Linked DNA regions of Gossypium hirsutum: region 1 is linked to region 2. The links are chromatin contacts, called in public Hi-C maps. All regions are on one chromosome and are shown on one strand. Each heading gives the region's core, a stretch centred on a gene start, on an enhancer-like site or on the middle of the called end of the contact. The rest is flanking DNA. Distances are from core to core; before and after follow the strand shown.

The links. A called contact is a pair of places that touch in the nucleus more often than the background predicts.
Region 1: a Hi-C map of leaf shows a contact between it and region 2, with 2.1 times the contacts expected there. The contact joins the promoter of LOC107917830 here to the enhancer-like site in region 2. A contact is called at or near these places in 2 of 34 Hi-C or Micro-C datasets (both in leaf).

What each region holds. Positions count from the first base shown.
Region 1 is chrD08:36,732,004-36,735,139 of Gossypium_hirsutum_v2.1, reverse strand. LOC107917830 (rRNA 2'-O-methyltransferase fibrillarin 1) reads right to left here and starts at 1,421. Exons shown (of 7, transcript XM_016847178.2): 1 at 1,234-1,421; 2 at 794-1,095; 3 at 507-602; 4 at 307-384; 5 at 36-212. The coding sequence starts at 1,249.
Region 2 is chrD08:36,462,275-36,465,215 of Gossypium_hirsutum_v2.1, reverse strand. It overlaps the pseudogene LOC107917752. Among protein-coding and RNA genes, the nearest start is that of LOC121220504, 27 kb to the left of the region's middle. Within about 2 kb of position 1,500, at least 7 of the 9 cell types and tissues checked have an H3K27ac peak or open chromatin away from gene starts, as enhancers often do. A contact at or near this core is called in leaf, where this site is marked.

The DNA of each region.
Region 1 (3,136 bases), core at 172-2,671, 270 kb before region 2:
AAAAATAGAGTTGCAAAAATACATAAAAAGCAAACCTGATCAGGCTGCGCAACATCAGAAAATATCACATCCACCATGCCAACTAGCATCCTGTATTTAGCAGGATGCCTAGCATCTTCAATGATAGGTATAACATTCGTTCGCTTCTTAGCCATGTTGACCAAATCCCTACCACTTCTGTGAGAAAATTCCACAGCATAAACCACTCCATTCTGAAGGAAAATGAAATGAACAAACAATAAGCAACTCTGCCAGGTACAAACATACAATGACATTAGGATACTTGGGGGTTAATACTATACTTACAGGACCAACAACATCGGATACATGAGAAACAGTGGTACCCGAAGCAGCTCCAAGGTAGAGAACCTTAGCACCGGGTTTCTTGATTAAACCCCAAAAAGAAACAGAATTAAACAGTTTTATGGTATTTAAAAGTCTTACTAAGAGATACTCATCATGTACATTATATGAACAAGCATAAAAAAGGAAATGTGAAAGCTTACAATCCATATATTATCAACACCACCAAGAATTGCAGCTGCCAACTTGGATCGGAAAGGGTTCCAAACCCTGTACTCAACTTTGGTTCCATCTTCATTCTGTTAAGTGAAAAAATCAGGAAGACCCTCAATTTTTCATTGCAAAGTTTATCATAATCTTGACAGCAAGTTTTAGAGAGAAAAAAAGCAAATAGCCAAAAACGAAGTATATCCAATACATGATATCAATGATACTATCGTGGTAAATAAGAGAATGGAAACGGATTGTGTGATTAGAGAGACAAAATGACCTGAACAGCAATCCTCTTTTCATTGTAGACAGCCTCACCAGGCACCATATTCTTAGTAACAAGAGCATCTTCTTTACCCTTGGCAACAAAAACTCCCTCGTGTCTATGGGGCTCAACTACAACCTTGCTCCCACCTTTCATTCCTCCTCTTCCACCACCACGTCCTCTTCCTCCACCGCGGCCACCACCACGGGGCTTCATGCCACTGCCTCCCCTATCGCCACCTCTTCCACCACCACCACCCCTTCCTCTCCCTCTCCCCCCATCACCTCTGCCCCTAAACCCACCACCACCACCACGGCCTGCACATAATCAAACATTAAAATAACAGAACATGACTCTAAAATCATTTAAAGAAAAACAGAGGACTGAGATGCTTATAAGCTCCAGACTATCAGACCCAGCTGTTTTAACCATATAAAAGAAAAGAAAATGGTTACCTCTTGGAGGTCTCATACTTGGTAGAGTTCGATAGCAAGGAGAAGTAAAGGCAAAGCAAATGGAATGATAGTGGGGAGGGGAGTGATGGCTAGGGGTTCTGCGATATATAGAATGAAGACTAGGGTTTTGGGAAGGGGCGAAAAAGAGAAGGGTTTATACTTTATAGGACAAAGGCCCACATTTAGAACAGTGGTAAAAACAATGGGCTTGTTGGACTATATCAATGGGTGGCAGTCTCGTAGCCCAAGTTCCTCGTTTCGGTGTTTTTTTTATTTAATTGATAATAAATCTTTTAAATTTTAAATTTATAAAATTTATTTATTCTGCAGAAATTATTTTAAATATATTATTTAAAAATAATAGGCTTAATGTTGTAAAAAGCTCTCAAATTTTTTTAAAAAAAAATTAAGCCTTTGTTCTTCTTTTTTTTCGCTCAATTGCTAAAATGCATCAAAAATATCATTTGACCGTAAACTTTAACAATTGACTGTTGAAGTTAACTGCCTCTAACTTTTTTAGTTAAAGCCACTCCACCAAGGCGTGACATGTGGCAAAAATTATAAAAAAAATAAAAATTAATAAAAGTTATAAAAATTACTAAAATTTAATAAAAAATATAAAATATATTTAAAAATTATTAAAAATTATAAAATGCATCAAAAATTTTCTTTAACCATTAACTTTTAACAGTTAACCGTTAAAGTTAATGGCCCCTAGTTTTTTTTTCAATTAATACCATTGTGTGTTGCAACACAACGTGACATGTGGCACAGAAATGATAAAAAAAATAAAAATCAATAAAATTAATAGAAAAATTATAAAATGTTTCTTTTTGGTATGATAATTTTTATATTTTTTTTACGAATTTTGTGTTTCTTTTATTTTTTATAATTTTCTTATGACTTTATAAAATTTTATAATTTTTTCTATATTTATATGTTTTTTATAAAAAATTACAATTTTTTACAAATTTTTATAATATTTTTCCGAATTTATAATAAATTTTAAATATTTTTTTATTTTTTATTAAAATTTAATAAGTTGCATAAGTTTTATTGATTTTATTTTTATCATTTTTTTGACACATGTCACGTTGTGTTTGTGACATGTGATGGCTTTAACTTAAAAAAAGTCAGAGCAGTTAGCTTTAACAGCCAATCGTTAATGTACAAGCCCAAATATGCACGGGCCCATACAAAATAAAAACATAGCATGCCCAATTACTCATCTACAGACTAAACCCAAAATTCAGCCCAATTACATTAACCCTAGCCCAGTCCAGAAGCCCTAGCCCTTTCTGCTTCAGTGCCGCAGCAATCTGGCGCTGCAACTGCTCCCGCGCACCACGCTTGTCGATCCCGCACATCGCGCCCCTCGCCGCCGCACGACCCGCGCCTTCCCCACGTTTGTACCTGCAACAGCAAACAATAAACAAAGAAAAGGAAGCCAAATAGAATAGCAAAAATCGGGCAATATAATGCCAACAAATAACAAAATAGATTTGGTGGGATTTTCTATTTCGGTTATAAAAGCCCGATTTTAATCTGTAAAATGGGGGGGGGTTCACAAAATCAATAGAAAAAAAAGAAAAATCTGAATAGAGGTGATTCTTTCTTCCGTTTTATTTCTTAGTGTTCGTCGCTCTTTAAGGAATTTGTTGTCTTTTTTTATTTTTTTTTATTTTTTGTTGCTCAAAATATAAAGAGGGGAGAAAAGAAAACTTACCCGGTCTTGTTGCGGTGTTCCCTTTTCCGACACCATCGGAAATTGGGGCATCGACGGAGGCCATGGGTCGGCCTTGATTGGCGACAGCAGAGAAGCTGAAACCCTAGCAATAATTAATTTAAATTTATCAATTCAAATACTTGAAAAAGCTGAAATACATGCATATTACATATTAAT
Region 2 (2,941 bases), core at 251-2,750:
TAATACTTTTATTACATTTAACTCTGTCTTTTCAATCTTCTATTATATTAATCTCAAATGTTTTTAGGGAGCCTATCAGCTCATAACACATATTGTGCTAATATTCTTGACTTCTTCAATAGTTTTGAATTTGATAACAAACTTTTCAGGGAGTGATTGTAGTATCTTGTGGGTTAATTTCTTGTCAGGATATTCCTCATCAAGAGTAGAAGCTCATTAGTTATGTGATAAAGTTTAACATAAAATTTAGAAGTGCTCTTGTTATTAAACATTCGTAAGGATTCAAACTTGGTGGTAAGCATTTGAAGCTTTGATAGCTTGACTTTAAGAGTTCCCTCATAGATGGCTTCAAGGGTATTCCACGCTTTACATGCTAAGATACACTTTAAATCCTTTTTGAATTTTTATGGATTTACCCCATTGGAAATACTATTCAATGCTTTGAATTTAAATTCACTATTTTATCTTCTTTAAAGGTCTAAGTAGCTTTAGGCTTTAGGGTTTATAACCATATTTTAGTATATAGAGGCTCATATCTAGTTCGAATTAATCTTCATGCTTTCTCATCGAGTTATTTGATGAAAACCCTAATTTGAGCTTTTTAATATGCATAACTGGAACCATCCAATAATGGTGGATGTAAATTAAAACAAGCTTTTGAGCATAGCAAGTCTCGTGTTGAACTTCCTTCATTCCTGCCATTACACAACTACCAAATGCAAATCTTTAGATAGGATGCTCTGATTTTGATGGAAAATTCGAGTTGGGTAGTGAGATGTGGTAAGTTGTGTGGGCACAAACTTTAGAACACCAACTAATAAAGGCAAAGATAATGGAAGAACAAAAGACCAAAATTTAATGCAATTCAAACTTAACTTGCGTAAATGAGCCTTGCTTAGAAACGACTCTACTATACTCTCTAATATACAATAAATCATTTAAGCCTAATCTCCTTGAAATATGTTGCAACTTACATGTGTACAAATAAGTGAATTCACTCCTCAATCACTTTGCCTACAAAAAGTAGTAAGTAAATCGCTCAAAGGCGAGTAAAAAAGCACATTAAAGTTCGCCTCAAAATGAATAGAACTATACACTCGATTAATACCATGAATCCCACATATTAGCTACATATAAGCTATAAAAGCTAGAAAATGAGATCAAGTTGCGCTAAAGAAATAAATTAACTATAGACTTTTTATCGTCCAATGATCACCTTTTACCATTACCAACAAGTAAACAATCTATATATACTTGAGATAAATAAGGTGATAAAAGCATTATCAACCAAATATACCAATGATTCAAACTTTTATCACTTATATGATGTATTTAAATATTCTCAAACTCACGATAGTAAGGATGTCAATTGGCAACCTATTGAATCTAACGATCATTTTCACATGCACTGGAAATTTAGAGTTAGATGTCGTTTACTTTAGAATAGAAGGACAAAATAGGTAACTTAATTACATCTCAGCTCCCGCGCCACCCAAACCACATCCAATCATCAAAGCCCACCTACAAATACAAACTAACCTTATCCCCCTATACAGGAGGCGCGCTATTCCATAACGCCTTTCCTCCGCCGCAACACCCACCGCAATTCCCAAAACACCCTCTCATCCCCAGTCCCATGAAACACCTGTAAACTTAGAATGCAAACCTCGATATTTAATGTTCTGACCTGGGCCAAACCCCCGGTGACATTATTAGCTCCACCATTTCACACTTTCCCTTCTCTACTAATCATTGCACCCAGAAGAAAGCTTAAATATAATAATAATTTCAAGGGAAGAACCAAAAAGGAGGGGAATTATCATCGAAGCCGAAGCGGGAGTCGCGGTGGTATATGTAGAGCCATGCCTTGTTCTTCAATAGTGACTACTGATAATACTTGTGCTGATGTTGGTGGCGGGGGTGAAGAGAATGGGCGTTTTCGCAAATTTAAACTTAATCATTCCACATTCTTAGCCTCTCTGATGCCGAAGAAGGAGATTGGCGCCGATCGCTTCATTGAAGCTCATCCTTTTTACGACGGTCGCGGTGCCCTCATCGCGATCTTTGGTACTTTTTTGACATTGTTATTTAAATGGGGGGGGGGAGCAATATTTTGAAATTTTTTCATTTAATTAAACTTTTTTTTTCAAAGATTCTGGTGTTGATCCGGCTGCCGCTGGTTTGCAACTAACTTCAGATGGGAAGCCAAAGATCTTAGATGTTATTGACTGGTACTTACTCCTTAGCCTGCCACACTATCTGACCGCTAAATTGGTTCTTTTCATTTTTTATTATTTTCTCAAGTTACTTGAGAAGTATTTGTTTATTTATTTTTTTAGTACTGGGAGTGGAGATGTTGATACCTCAAAAGTGGTGAAGGCTGATGGAGACGGTCGGATTCGCGGGGCTTCTGGTTGTATTATTGCGCTTCTTTTTATTTTTCATTTTTCATGGTCATAGGATTTCGAATTCCTAAGTTCCTTGCCTTAAATGGTAGAAACATTGTGGGGTTTTTTCTTGTTCCTCAAGGCTTCTTCGATGTTGCCTTGAACTGGTAGCTAAAAGTTTACCTGCATTAAATGATAAGTAATTGGCTATTTCTGTAATATGGTTTCGACTGATTAATTGTCTCCATTTTCGTGTAGTTCTTGGACATTTCCGTTCTTTCTGTAACTTTCACTTTGTTAAGAAAATGTATGAATCTTCAAATGTATGGGGAATAGTATTTAACTTCTTGATAATGTTCTGTGTTGTTCTTTTTTGGCCCTCCTATATTTTCCATGTAGAACCATCAGCATCAGCATCTATTTTAATTCTGAGTTGACTTCTATTTTCTAATCCCATCTTCTATATTTTGTTAAAAAATAAATTATAGGGGCTTCACTGGTTGTCAGTTCTTCATGGAAAAACCCTTCTGGCGAGTGGCATGTAGGCTATAAAT